2 separate regions of the Anser cygnoides genome follow, and region 1 is linked to region 2. The links are chromatin contacts, called in public Hi-C maps. All regions are on one chromosome and are shown on one strand. The core of a region is the stretch at or near the end of the contact, and the rest is flanking DNA. Distances in the headings are between cores, read along the strand shown. Region 1 holds the start of TPT1 (tumor protein, translationally-controlled 1). Region 2 overlaps TSC22D1 (TSC22 domain family member 1).

What was found. A called contact is a pair of places that touch in the nucleus more often than the background predicts.
Region 1: a Hi-C map of liver shows a contact between it and region 2, with 1.7 times the contacts expected there. The contact joins the promoter of TPT1 here to the enhancer-like site in region 2.

The regions. Positions count from the first base shown.
Region 1 is chr1:181,678,192-181,684,969 of Taihu_goose_T2T_genome, reverse strand. TPT1 (tumor protein, translationally-controlled 1) reads left to right here and starts at 5,398. Exons shown (of 6, transcript XM_066988516.1): 1 at 5,398-5,569; 2 at 5,736-5,809; 3 at 6,168-6,358. The coding sequence starts at 5,542.
Region 2 is chr1:181,349,764-181,356,120 of Taihu_goose_T2T_genome, reverse strand. The region is part of intron 2 of TSC22D1 (TSC22 domain family member 1); the gene reads left to right. Among named protein-coding and RNA genes, the nearest start is that of TSC22D1, 60 kb to the left of the region's middle. Within about 2 kb of position 2,975, at least 2 of the 3 cell types and tissues checked have open chromatin away from gene starts, as enhancers often do. A contact at or near this core is called in liver, where this site is marked.

The DNA.
Region 1 (6,778 bases), core at 4,149-6,648, 330 kb before region 2:
CTCCCAACGGGGCTGGCTAACCAAGGCCACAATTCAGCATAGGCAGAGGTGCTATTTGGCCTTAGAAAAAAAGCTGTTGGAATCGGGAGGGGGTTCCGGAGGTAGAAGTCATGACCTAGGATGAAGATCCAGAAAAAACAGCTAAGATATGAGATGGAACTGTGACGTTAAATAGGATGAATTACACCCTCATTTTATTTATTTATTTATTTACATATATATATATATATATTTTTTGCAAAGCAACTGAACCAGTCAGGTGTGCATTGATTCTGTTTTTGTGCATTAATTTATAGTTCTACTGCTCTGCTGTAAGTCCAACCGGTGAGCTTAGGGATCACTGCATGCAGATAGGGCAGAGTCTGACCACTGCAAACACAAGCACTTAAATCACAGCTCCCCTTTTCCTTCAGTTTGGCATGGAAGGAGGGAGCCCTTTCTCCCACATATCTCTAATCTGAGTCAAAGGACCATATAATTTTATATTCAAATAGGACTATAGTATGAAATTGTACCGGGATTAAAGCTTTGGGCGCTGCAGAACCTGAATGCTTCTCCCTCGGTGCACATAATTTCCACACACACCCATCTTGCCATGCAGGACAATGAGCACACTCCTCTCTGGCAACATCCCTTTTCCAAACCCTCTTGTCCATTCTAAATAGGGATATGAGGGAATTATTTTTATCCCAATTGTGTAACCATACTAAACAGGTGTAAATGACAGCACACGGCTCATCTAAGAGTCATTGGGCCACACAGAATAAGGCTAGAAAGGACCTGGGGGCAGGCTGTCTCTCTGTTGCAGGGCAGGATCGGGTTTTATCTGCCATTCATGATGGATCTGACATGATTCCTGATCTCACCTGAGGCAGTTTCTAGTCTAGCCTATCCTCAAAAGCCTGCAGGGACAGGGAAGGCTGTTGACAGTCCACTCATTGCTTCTCTACCGACAGTACAGGAACTGCCCAGTTCTCTGTCCTGTGCCTGCAATTGATCGTTTCTGCTCTGCGCTCAGGAACATAACACCAGAGGAGCCATACGGAGGCAAACCAAGATGCCTCTAGTGCAGCATCTGCTCGGTGTCCTCTGGCATTTGCCGGCAGCGGAAGCCTGGGGAAGAGCAGAGGGCCAGGGCCAGGGTAATGCGGCACTTCCCCCAGCACACCCCCTCAGCTTCCCGAAGCATGTGGCTCACAGCCTGTCTGAACCTCGTGTTGCTTCTTTGTGTTTAAAAGCCCTCAGGGGATTTTCCTTTAGAAAATTGGCCTGACTGCTCATTGGCCCACTGGCCTTGATAAAGTGTCTTCCACCTATTCAGGCCATTTGTCCAATGTGTAAAAATCAGCCAAGATCCAAGACAGGAGCAAAACTGGGCTTTTCTACCATAGCTCTAGTCAAATGGACAGCCAGTCTAAAACACGGCTACAGCTTTGGGCAGTACCCTTGCTTTAAAGTTCTTATCTTGGCAGTTTAAGTCCTGTTTTTACTAAAAAAGCACCAGCTGTGGTGCAGGCCAGCGTGACACCCTCACACATCCCCACTGGAAGGGCTCTAGGTAAGCTGAAATAGTGCTTTTGATGGCATGGATAAAAAGGCTTTTTGTTTTTATCCAGGGACCTCTCTGTCTGCCTGAAGAAGAGCAGCTAGCCAGCCTTAAGTGAAACAGAGCAGTGGGTGTAAAACCATGGAAGATGCAGAGGATTTTCAGGGACCTGGCCACAAGATGAAGAACTGCAAAAACTGTGAACATCAGAGTAATAAAATCTGCATTGCTTCTGAGTGCAGGTGGGATTGCTAAACAGAAGACCTTTCTAGCATTCTGAAAAGTGGTGCCTTTATCTATCTAATCCTTTATCTATGTAATCCGTATTCCACTGTGAGTAGGTTGGACCGGACAAACTACACTGGTAGTCAAAGCTCAACTCTTTCCAGTGCCTGTCTTGTGGTCTGGGATTCTGGCTTAGTACACTGCCAAGGGAGCTCCAAGTTACAAATATTGGTTTGAAATCCAGAAGTTCCCAATTACTGACAGGGACTGAAAGGGGGCACCCCAGGTACCTCCCTGGGGAATGAGCCAAGGCCTGAACATGGGGCTGGCGCAGTGGGGCCATGGCTGGGCAGGGCAGGACTGTGGGGAGCTGGAACCTGGCCCTGCTGTGGCCTCACTGGGGCAGGGGCTGATGGCCCAGGGTATTGACATCTGGTCCTTGGGGAACCAAGAACACTCTATTAAGTCTAGTACAAACCCTACCTAAACAACCATAGTGACTGCCTGGCTTGTCTTGTGTTGGTTAGTCTTCAATTTTTCAGTTTTTCTCCATCAGGTCATACACATTTCAGGTCCCTCTCCTTACATTCAATATCTGATGTAAAATGTTATCACTCCTCTGTGACTTTCACAGCCTCCTTAAAGGTTAGAACACACTGCCTCCATCCCTGCTCCACTGCCCAGCTTCACCTCTCTTCCTCAGCTTCATATCTCATTTATTCCCACACACTGCACCTCGCAGGTGGCTTAGTTGTGGGCAGGATCTCCTCGCTTTCCATACCATTCAAGGCAAGTCGCCATGATGGGCTGAAAGCATACTGTTTGCTTAGAGAAAGAATAGCAAAGTATCAGCTGTAGTCTGCCATTTTAATCCAAGACACAAGTAATTAGTTGAGCACAATGATCATCAGATGCTAATATTTAGTGTAATTGAGTAGCACTGCAGTAATTCATGACTAGCTGAGATGCATCTTCCATGAAAGAGGCTTCTTGCACAACTCTGTAGACACCTGCCTAGAAAATCCTGCTCAAACGATATTCAAAGGCTTATCTATAAAAACACAGGAATTTGTCAGCCCATGGGGATTTATATGTCTCCAGAGATGAGATGCACTGTCAGGAAAACCTGTCTTGTCATTTTAGATGTCAATCAGCATCTAAAATGCCCCCTGCTGCAGAGGGACCGCCTTTTTAGACAACTGCTTTGAAATGCATTAACCCTGGCTCAATGCATGAGGTGCCTACAGAGAAAGCAAGTGAGGAATACTAAAGTTTTCTTCAAAGAATGCTGTTTTCTGAAAAACTGTTTTTTAATGCATTTTCTAATCTATTTCATCACAAAGGATCAGCACGGTAAATAATTATCTGTTTACATGGCATCACAGGAAAATTCTCAGCACTAGTATCTCTGTGCTTATTGCAAAGCTGCCATGGTTTTGGCTGGGATAGAGTTAATTTTCTTCTCAAAGGCTCATATAATGCAGTGTTTTGGGTTTTTGATGAAAATAATGGTGATAACACACAGATGTTTTAGCTGCCGCTGAGCAGTGCTTTCAGAGCCAAGGACTGTTCAGCTCCTTGTGCTGCCCTGCCTGCGGGAGGTTGGGGCGCCCCAGGAGCTGGGAGGGGACACAGCCAGGACAGCTGGCCCAAACTGGCCAAAGGGATGTCCCATGCCATGTGGCAGCACACTCAGCAATAAGAGATGGGGGAAAGGAAGAAGGGAGGGCGTTAGGGGTGATGGCATTTGTCTTTTCAAGAAACAGTTACACGTGATGAGCCCTGCTTGCCTGGAAGTGGCTGAACACCTGCCTGCCGCTGGGAAGCGGTAAATCAACCCCTTGTTTTGCTTGGCTTGTGCGCACTGCTTTTGCTTTCCCCAGTAAACTGTCTTTATCTCAACCCACGGGTTCTCACACTTTTACCTTCCTGATTCACTGCCCCTTCCCACTGTGGGAGAAGTGAGCGAGCGAGCGGCTGGGTGGTGCTGAGCTGCCCACCCGGGTTAGACCGCAGCAAAGCCTAAAGCAATTTAAATATCACCAGGATTAGTCCCAGGATTTATTCACAGTTGTCTGCGTTTAAATCAGTTTTAGAAGCAACTCAGGTTAAAAGGGTGCAAAACCTTGTCAACGCTCCTAGTTTCATTTAAAGCTTTTAAAATTCGATGTTGATTTAGCTTAACTCCACATCAAATAGGTGTTCACACAGGAGCCTTGACCTATTTAACTGATGCATTTTAAACAAAAATCTCCCATTTCATGGCTGCAAGTCTGAATGTAGAGCTGCAGGAAAAGCCACCTGGAGGTCCATTTACTCTACCAGGAGTGCCAGAGGGTTTCTACCCTGACTCCAGTAAACAGGCAGTCACCGAATTTATACGAGGTTTCGATGCTACTATAGAAATATTCATTTTTTTCTAGAACAATCTCTTCAAAATGAAACCAAGCCGACGCACACCTACAAAGTGGATGTTTTTAGCTGCATATTAAGCTGCGGAGAAGGAGCCAAATGTTCTCCCGTCACTCAGCCCACTGCTAAAGATGTAAGCTGCTCTTTTTCCACTGTGGCAAGGCTCGCAAAGAAAGGGAATAGTTCTTATCAGGCCATCTGACACCGATTAAAAACACAAGTTTGGGGGCAGAAGCCCCTTCCTCAGGTCTGAAGTGGCCGTAGTAGTCTTGAAAGCAAAACATGGTGGAGAACAACCACTTATAAATTCAGATTATGTAAGCAGCTAGACCATCTAAAAAAAATTAAAAAAAAAAAAAGAAAAAAGGAATGAAAGAAAAAATAAAAGGCACTGATATATGGAGCAAAGGAAGGGATAGCAGGGGAGGAGGAGGAGATATAAAGAGGAGCTCTTCTGACCCCCACAAAGAAAGCAATGAGTAATTTACTGCCTGAGGAGGGTGAGGGACAGAGAAGTGCATCCTGTGAGGAGGATGAGGGACAAAGAATTGCATCCTGTGCCCTGCTATTCCGTATATCAATTCTGTGATTCCGATATCTCTGTCACGTCTGGGACTGTTGGCAGCATTAGGTGTTTTAAGTCCCATGATGTCTTCTGAAGGTTTTTTGTCAATGTCCCCTAAGAATCAGGGCTCAAGGGAGGTCTACATTTATTTTGATGGAGATAAGGTGATGCATGGAGGTGTGCGCAAGGGTGGTAAAACAAAGCCTAGGGCAGCATTACTGCCCTTATTATCCTGCCTTTCACCTCAGCCTGACTGCTGCGCCTAATCCTTGGAAGAAAAACAACATTTTTCTCTCTTTCCCCAGTCAGTCCATCAACAAGAAATGGCGTGTCTGTGTGCAAACCGACGTATCTGAGGGAAAAGGGAAAAGTAGTGGTAGGAGGAGCCTAACAACCTCTCAATCATTATTTTATTTAAGTATTATAATTTAATTAAATTATTATAATTTAATTATTATGACCGTTTATTGTTATTTTCAAAACACGGCCGAGCCCCTTGGCGAAGGGCATCGCCGTCAAGGGGGGGGGGGGGGGGGGGGTGTCACGAAATGGCGGCCGCGCGGGGGGCGCGCGCGCGCGTGCGCGGCGGGGTACGGAGGGCGGGCGGGCGGAGGGGGGGGCGGGAGCGCGCATGCGGCGCGGTGACGCGCCGGGGCCGTGCCCGCTATATGAGCCCCGGCAGGCGCTGACTCGGCCCTTTCCGCCTCGCTGCCGGCCGCCCGCCGCCCGCCGCCGCCGCGCAGAGCACTCCGGCCGCTCCTGCCCTTCCCTCCGCCTCGCCCCCGCCGCCGCCATGATCATCTACCGGGACTGCATCAGCCGTAAGGGGACGGGGGGGGGGGGGTGAGGGGGGAGAGGGTGAGGGGACGGGGAGCGGGCCTGGGCCGGGAGCGGGGCCGCGCATGCCCGCGGGGGGGGGGGGGGGCCCGGCCCCGAAATGGCGGCGGCTGACGGGCGCTGTGTGTGTGTGTGTGTGTCTCACCACAGAGGACGAGATGTTCTCGGACATCTACAAGATCCGCGAGGTGGCGAACGGCCTGTGCCTGGAAGTGGAGGGGAAGGTGAGTGGGCCCACGGCCTTCTTTTTGGGGGGGAGATGGGGTGGGGAGAAAAGGCTGGGTTTTGTTGGTTTTTGTTTGTTTTTTTTTTTGGGGGGGGGGGGGGGGGGGGGCAGTTCGAGGGGTGCCTCAGAGGGGTTGGGGGGGACACAGAGGGACCGCAGCCTGTAATAGGGCTGTGGCCAGGCCCCAGGAGGGGAGCCTGGCCCAGGGACACCCCGCTCGGGCTGCAGTCTGTGTTCTTGCCTCTAGCTGTGGCTCTGAAGTCATGCCCTGCTGTCAGGCCGTAGATGTGTAAGAAGAGCAGGAGTGTCGAGGTTTTTCGCAGAGCCTTGAAGTTTTTTGATGTCTCTAAATCTAGATGGTCACCAGGACAGAGGGTCAAATTGATGACTCTCTAATTGGTGGCAATGCCTCTGCTGAAGGTCCTGAGGGAGAGGGAACAGAAGCCACGGTCATAACTGGTGTTGACATAGTAATAAACCACCATCTTCAGGAAACCAGCTTTACAAAAGAGTCGTACAAGAAGTACATCAAGGACTACATGAAAGCGTAAGTGCGGGTGGGCTTTTTCTCTGGGTGGGACTGCAGGGTTCCTAGGTGACAGATCTTAAAAATAGCGTTGAGTTTTTTTTCTTAGTAGATGTTAGTTCTGATGCAGGTGCCAAACTGGCTGTGAAATTCGGTGATGTCTTAATACTTGGCAAAACTGAAGCTCTAAAGAATCAATACTGGACTATCTAAGCTTATCTTGGCTGAGGTAGAAGACCAGATCACATGCTTTGGGTAGTATTTGTAACCTTGTTGTTTTCTTTGATTCCTCTGTGCCAAACATTTGTGTGGAGGGGGGTGGGGTGGTAAAGGAGAGCTTCCTGAACTAGACAACTTAAATGTCCAAAGCTGTGTGTAAGATGGAGCTGTTTGCTAGTTCAAAATGTAGTTCCTATTGCTCAGACTTTGGTGGGCTGGCAT
Region 2 (6,357 bases), core at 1,726-4,225:
CTGGGGATTTGTCTTGTACTCTTAATAATGTAGCATCTACCCTGCCTTCTTCTGTGCTTTTTCTCTATAGGTATTAGTAATCATTCATCCATATATCTCTTAATTTTCAATGTTTCTGTTCTCCTTTTCTGCTTTATTTTCTTTTCAGGTTCCAGAAGTGACTGTAGAAAGCAGTACCTTCTGAGTTAAATATGTAGTAAATATTCTGAGTACCTTCATTAAATATGTATCTTCACACTTGAACAAACTGTTAATGGTGGTTTAATTCAGCAGCCTTAATCTACACATTTGGACTGAAACAGTGGTTCATCTAGTTGCAGAATATGAGCAAAGTAGTCCCAAGTTATGCAGTTGTTGGACTTTGTGCAAGTCTTGTGATGGTAAAATGGCTGCTTTCACGAAGTGTATGAAACTCATGCAGACTCATTGGCAGTCTTTGAATGTAAAGTTAAGACCAAAGCAATCTTATCTGTGCCTGCCTTGTTTTTCTTAATTTTACCTATAGTTACCTGCTAATCAGACTTTTTTTTATTGGATTCTACTTAGTCTTAAGTCTGCAGCAGTCTTTAGAGCATTAATGTTTTGGTTCAGTTTCTTGGGGTTGCTTTTTTGATAAGATCTCTTGCCAGTTTGAACATAGCCTTCTTTTAATGCTGTCTGCACCCCAGAAAACTGTTTGTGACGGTTGTTCCTGCGTATGTAATTGGACCTTATTAGCATGATGGTGATGTGGTGATATTGTTTTCAGTTCTTGGGGTTTCTGGGTGGTTTGGAGCTGGAATGTGGTTGGATTTACATTTGTAAGGCACACAAGCAGGGTGTCACCTGGGACAGTACAGTACAACCAAGTACCTTCTGTATGATGGATGTATTTGGTACTCCTTTCACTGTCATCTTTCACTTTGATTTTTGTCTGCAGTTCAGATTCAATTTGTACCCGTCTGAAAAGGTTTCATGGGCTGAGCTTCTTGTTCTCTTCAGCTGTTGCCTTATTTGCCCTCACCAGTGGAAGAATGAGGGAATGTGGCTTTCCTCCTTAAAAACAACCGGGAAGGGAGAAGGCTTGGTTGTGCTTTCATTTTTCAGGCTAGCCTGAGCTTCAGCTGGTATAAGGAACTGTGTGCCACATACTGAAGGCTACTGCTGTTGGAGAGCTGCGATTGTGGCTTGGCTTCCAACCAGGAGTGTAGAAGCCAAATAGGTGATGTAATTTTTAAAATATAACTTAATATAAGGTATGTTCTGAGGAGTTGTCTGCTGTACTCCTGGAGCTGTTTTTCATGGGCCATACAGTCTCTCCTGCTTCTCATATCCTGGAGTTAAAATATTTCGGGAACCAGTTGCAAGTTCATCTAATGTTTTATTTTTCTTTCTGCTATTTCAGAAAATCACTTACTCTGTTTTAGTTCCTGGAAGGTGATCGCAAGCGTAAGGCCTTTGCTGATCTAAATTGCAAGGCCTTTGTAAGGTCTGCACCATTCTTCTGCTGAGTGCTCTTGAGCGTTGTGGTGGTCTTGCCAGGGCAGTAGTGCCTGTGAATTCTGAGTTCTGTCTTCTCTTGTTGAATTGCTTCAGAAAGCCATGAGCAACCTGATGTGATTTTGAAGTTAACCCTCATCTGAGCAGGAGGTTGGTCTAGATAGAGAACCTTTCCAAGCTGATTTTTTTTGTTATTCTTTGGTTGGTGGTACCAGACTACTTTGTGCTACATTGTACTTCACTTAGTGGTTTCCGAGGCCTACATTTCAGCTAATTTCCATGATTGTTTTTTTAAATTGGTCTGCCATGTCATTACTTGTTCCCATACATTGAAGGTATAAACTTCAGTTCTCTGACTTGTCAAGCCTCCAGCAAAAGGCATTTATTTGGTCAATTAAGAATATTTGTACTTCAGTATTCCTGTTTCCTGTGCCCCATGTTTTCCAGTGTATCCCAGCTGAGGTCTTTTTTCAGAGTTTTCTTGTAATTTCATCCAAAGTAGATGGTAGCAGAGAACTCAGCTACTTGAGTACTTAAGGAAGCTAAGGTAATTCATTGAAATAATTGAATAAAATATTGATTTAATAATTAAAATCATAAATACAGTTTTGACCAGAAAACCCATGGAGTCTACATGCAGTATTGGAACTACAGTAGTAGACAAAACTGTAGCTTGGCACAATAACAAAAGATTTAGACTCTTGTGTCAAATTCTGTTATGACAGTTGATTACTAAATCTGGAAGTGTAGATTTTATAAAATGCCTGTTTTCCATCGAGTTCACAATCTTGCGGGCAGTGCTTTCTGCAGAATACCACGTTCTGTGCGTGTAGAGGTGAGTCAGCTTAGAAGGGGGTACAGGAGCCCCAACAGGCCATGGTTTGATCTTGTTGTGTATTGTTACCTCTATGATGTCCTCAGTCATTTGCAGTTTGTGAATTGGATTCCTGGGCATATGGATCTCCAGAATTGAGTGGGGTGATTCAGTTCGAGGTGATCCCAGATCATCTTTAATGATGCTGCCTTGTCTTACGAGCTGTCACGCTGCTGGGCTGAGTAAACTAACAATAGTTGCCATTAATGCTTGACCTGGCAATGTGTGTGTTCTGCCTCTTCAGAGAGAAGGCCAGCTTCCTAACAAAGCAGTGCTGACATCACTTCTGCACGAGTGATGCTTTTGGCAGTTGAAGAACAAGTCTTTGCCATGTTGGCTGATGCTCTATTAAAACAAACAAACAGGGAAAAAAAAAACACAAGAGGGGGGAGACCAATACCCACAAGCGTTTTGGTGTTTGTAAAGGGAGAAACTCTGAATAGATACCAGCATGGTGGAAATGATTGTGTGTTGCAGTACTTTTAAGCATGCTGGTTTTTTTGTAAGGAAGTGTTTTTTTTTTTTTAAGAAACATGAAGTCTGATTGTAAAAGTGCATTCTGGTATTTTAGCAGTAAACACTCTCAGAAATTAAGATTCCCTAAAATCTGGCTGTTTTGACATACCAGCCCTGTGTGTGTACGTACCTGTACCTGTGTGTATTTTCACAAGCTGGGTTCAGCTCAGAGTTACTCCGTCCCTGGGAATAGTGGCAGGAATTCAGGGTCCCAGTGCATGACATCTTGCAGCCTTAATATTTGCTCAGAGGTAACTGCCAGTGAACAAGTTCAGATGTGCTGACGGGGAGCACAGTGACCCTTTGGCATCCTCTGTTAAAACAACGAGTTATTTTTGTCGTATCTTGTGAATCTGGCTCAAAGGATAAGGGTCGTTTCTCAATAAAGCTGCAACACCGTGGGCATGTGCTTTGTTGTGGGTAAACTAATGACCTCCTAGCAATGGAAAGTAATACATTTGGAGGAGTTTAGTTAGTTACTTTAGTCTAGAAGGGACATTGGCTTTGCAGTGGGGGAAAAAATTAGTTTTAAATGTTGTCACCAGTGTTTTGAAAGGGGAAGAGAACAAGGTGTCTCTTACTCGGTTATGCCTCCGTAAAATGAAATGCTCTTTTCCTTTCATCAGCACCAGTATCTTGCTCCCCTTGCCTGTCACGGATCAGAGGATTGAGGGAAGGAAGTGTTCTGTTACCTTTGTTCAACTCACCCAAGAAAAACCTTGTGAGCTCCCAGCCTGTTTCAGATCCCTCTCCTTGCGCCTCTGTGCAAGTCAGCCCCTAGGACTCGAAGCTGCCATGGCTTCCTATCCTTAGAGCCAGGGGGACGTTTGTGGGGGCTCCTCCTTAAACATTTACTCTGAAAGCCACCACATTTCTGGTCCCTGAGCTCTTTTACAGTCCTGAAAGTGTAGGAAAGCGTACCTGAGCCCTGCAGCCACCCACATCCCATTTCTCGGCGCCTTACCGAGAGGGGCTCAGTGACAGGGGCACCCACATGGGCACCTAAACGCTTCCTCAGGTTTTCTCCTGCCAGTTTTCCACTGGGATATTCTGTGTGTTTTCCCTCTGCTACCGAGCCAGCTTCAGCGGGCTGTACGAGGTGGCAGCGAGGGGCTGGCGGCAGTGTCAAGGGCCGGGCGCTGCGAGCTCTGAGGTGACCAGGACAGCCGAGGGGCTTGAGCCTCGCCTCTCCCTTCTCCTTACCTCCTGCTAAGGCGGATTTATATATATATGTAAATAAAACATATTTGTATGCCTCCCACCTGGCGGGGGCTGGCCGCGGAGGGGCGCCAGGCACCAGGCGAGGCCGGTCCCCGAGCGCTCCCTGGCGGCCCCGGCTCCCCCGGCCGCGGCCGCCAGGTGGCGGGGTTGGGCCGCGCCTGGGCCCCGCTCCCCCGGCCGCGGGGCTGCGGCGGAAAACAAACGGAAACCCTGCGGCCTCGTCCCTCAGAGCAGCCTTATTAGCCTTCTGAGCCATTGATTCAAGTTTTACGCTTAAATGATGTATTTTGGCGGAAACAGGATTAAGACCGAAGAGCATCTGACAGGCAGGAGGAGCCGTGACGGCTTCGGTCAGCAGCCACCCGTGCCTGCGTGCGCTGAAGACAGCGGCGGGGTTTGGTGGGGAGCAATGCGCCCCTGTCACCTTCAGGGATACGTGGTCCAGCATGTGGCCGTCTGGTGACGTGCTGCTCAGGATGCTGGAGCATTCAGGTCACCTTATACCTGGGCTTCTATTCAGGGACCTGGAGGAAGTAGCTAATGGCATTAACGTTGCTTTTTCTCTGCAGCAAGTCCGGCTGTTTTGCTTGTATGTATGATGGCGATTGTTTCGCCTTTCTGTGGAATGATTCCTCAGAGTCCAGCTTCAGGGCTTTCAATTTTAAATTTCATTTATACTTCGCTTTTAACTTTGAAGTTGTTCAGAGCTAAGCCCCCGGTGAGGAGTCACCACTGAGAGGAGTGGATGTCTCTCCAAGCCCAGGAGGGAAGCAGAAGAGGTAGGAAAGGTAGAAAGGGCTTCAATAACGTCAGGACCAGGTTATTTTTAGCCGAGGCTGTGCTATCAGTAGTGTAGCGTATTTCAACAGAATTCTCTTAGGTATGCTGCTCTTAATTGGGCAGTCTTAATTATTGTTGCAGTTGAAGAACACTCCCAAATTATATGATGCTTGGGGGGAAAAAAATAGGTGAATTGTGTTATCTATACTTACACCTCTTTATCTTGTTCGAGTTCCCAGCTGGAAACAAGAAGCCTTTGCTGCCCTAGCGTGACTGTAGGAGTTAATTGCGTGCTGTAAGGAGGCCTTCAGGGGCAGGCTCAGCGGACAGCATCAGCTGCAGCAAGGCTGGGGACTTTCTGGTTACATAAGCCTTGTGCGCTGCTGATTCCCATTTTTGTGCGCAGTGTGCTGTGAGGAAGCATAAAAATATGCGTGTTACCTCCTCGGTTTGCCTCAAACGTTGTGCATGTGGTCAAAGGGTAGTTTATTTTAAAAGCTGAGTTATTTTGTGTCCGCTGGTATCAGTGACAATTTTGTCTCGCTACGCGATCAAGCTGATGCAGAAGTAAAGAACAAAAATAAAGTTGGTTTTTATACATTTAGAGGAGCGTGTAGCAAAAAAAGATTTTTTTCGTGCTTTTTGTGTGGCGATATATAATTTTGTAGGCAGCTGAGCTATTACATAATATGGGCATTGAAGGAGAAAAGCAGCAACCTGACCGGTGAATGCAGGGAGGCTCAAGTCAGCATGAGCAGCCTCACTTTAAAAAAAAAAAAAAAAAAAGTGAGGATGTGTTTTGTGGAATAGCATTTAATTCTAGTAAAAGCTTTCTTTACCACATGAGCAGAAATTTGAGACTGAAAGCTCTCTAATTTCCTCTTAATTCAGGTTGTCAGGGAAATAATTGAGACAAGTGATGAAACAGAATGAAGACTGTAAGGTTTCAGATTCTTCAAATAGCTTTTGCTCTGCAATGTAACAAAGGCCCAGATCTTTAAAAATCAGAATCCTTCTATTCCACTAATTCCTGTTGCCCTTAAAAAAAAAATAAAAAATTGTGAGCGCTTTTTGGAACTGCTGAGACAGCTGCTGAGCTGAGTGTAAAAGATCTGAACCTAAAATGGTTTTAGGGTTAGTCTGCAGTGTAGGATAACAAGTAGTGATTTCTCTTTTTAGCTGTTACCTGTGGCTTTTCTTAAAGGTACCAGATAGATCTGTTCTTGTGGGCTGTCCCAACTTTTCATACAGTGTGCTAGTAAGAAAAAAAAAAAAAAAAACACAAAAAAACCCACTTTCTCCATTCTTAGTGACATCAGTAGCTCAGATGAACTATGTACACTTGGTATCCATTGCTCTCACCCTCAGCTCTGTCTTTTGTTTCCTTTAAGCTTGTAAGGTGATTACTAAATGCGTCTTCTGGGATGGGAAGAAGACCTAGAAAATTTAGTATGCCACAGTCTACTAAATCAAGGGGGAAAGGACAG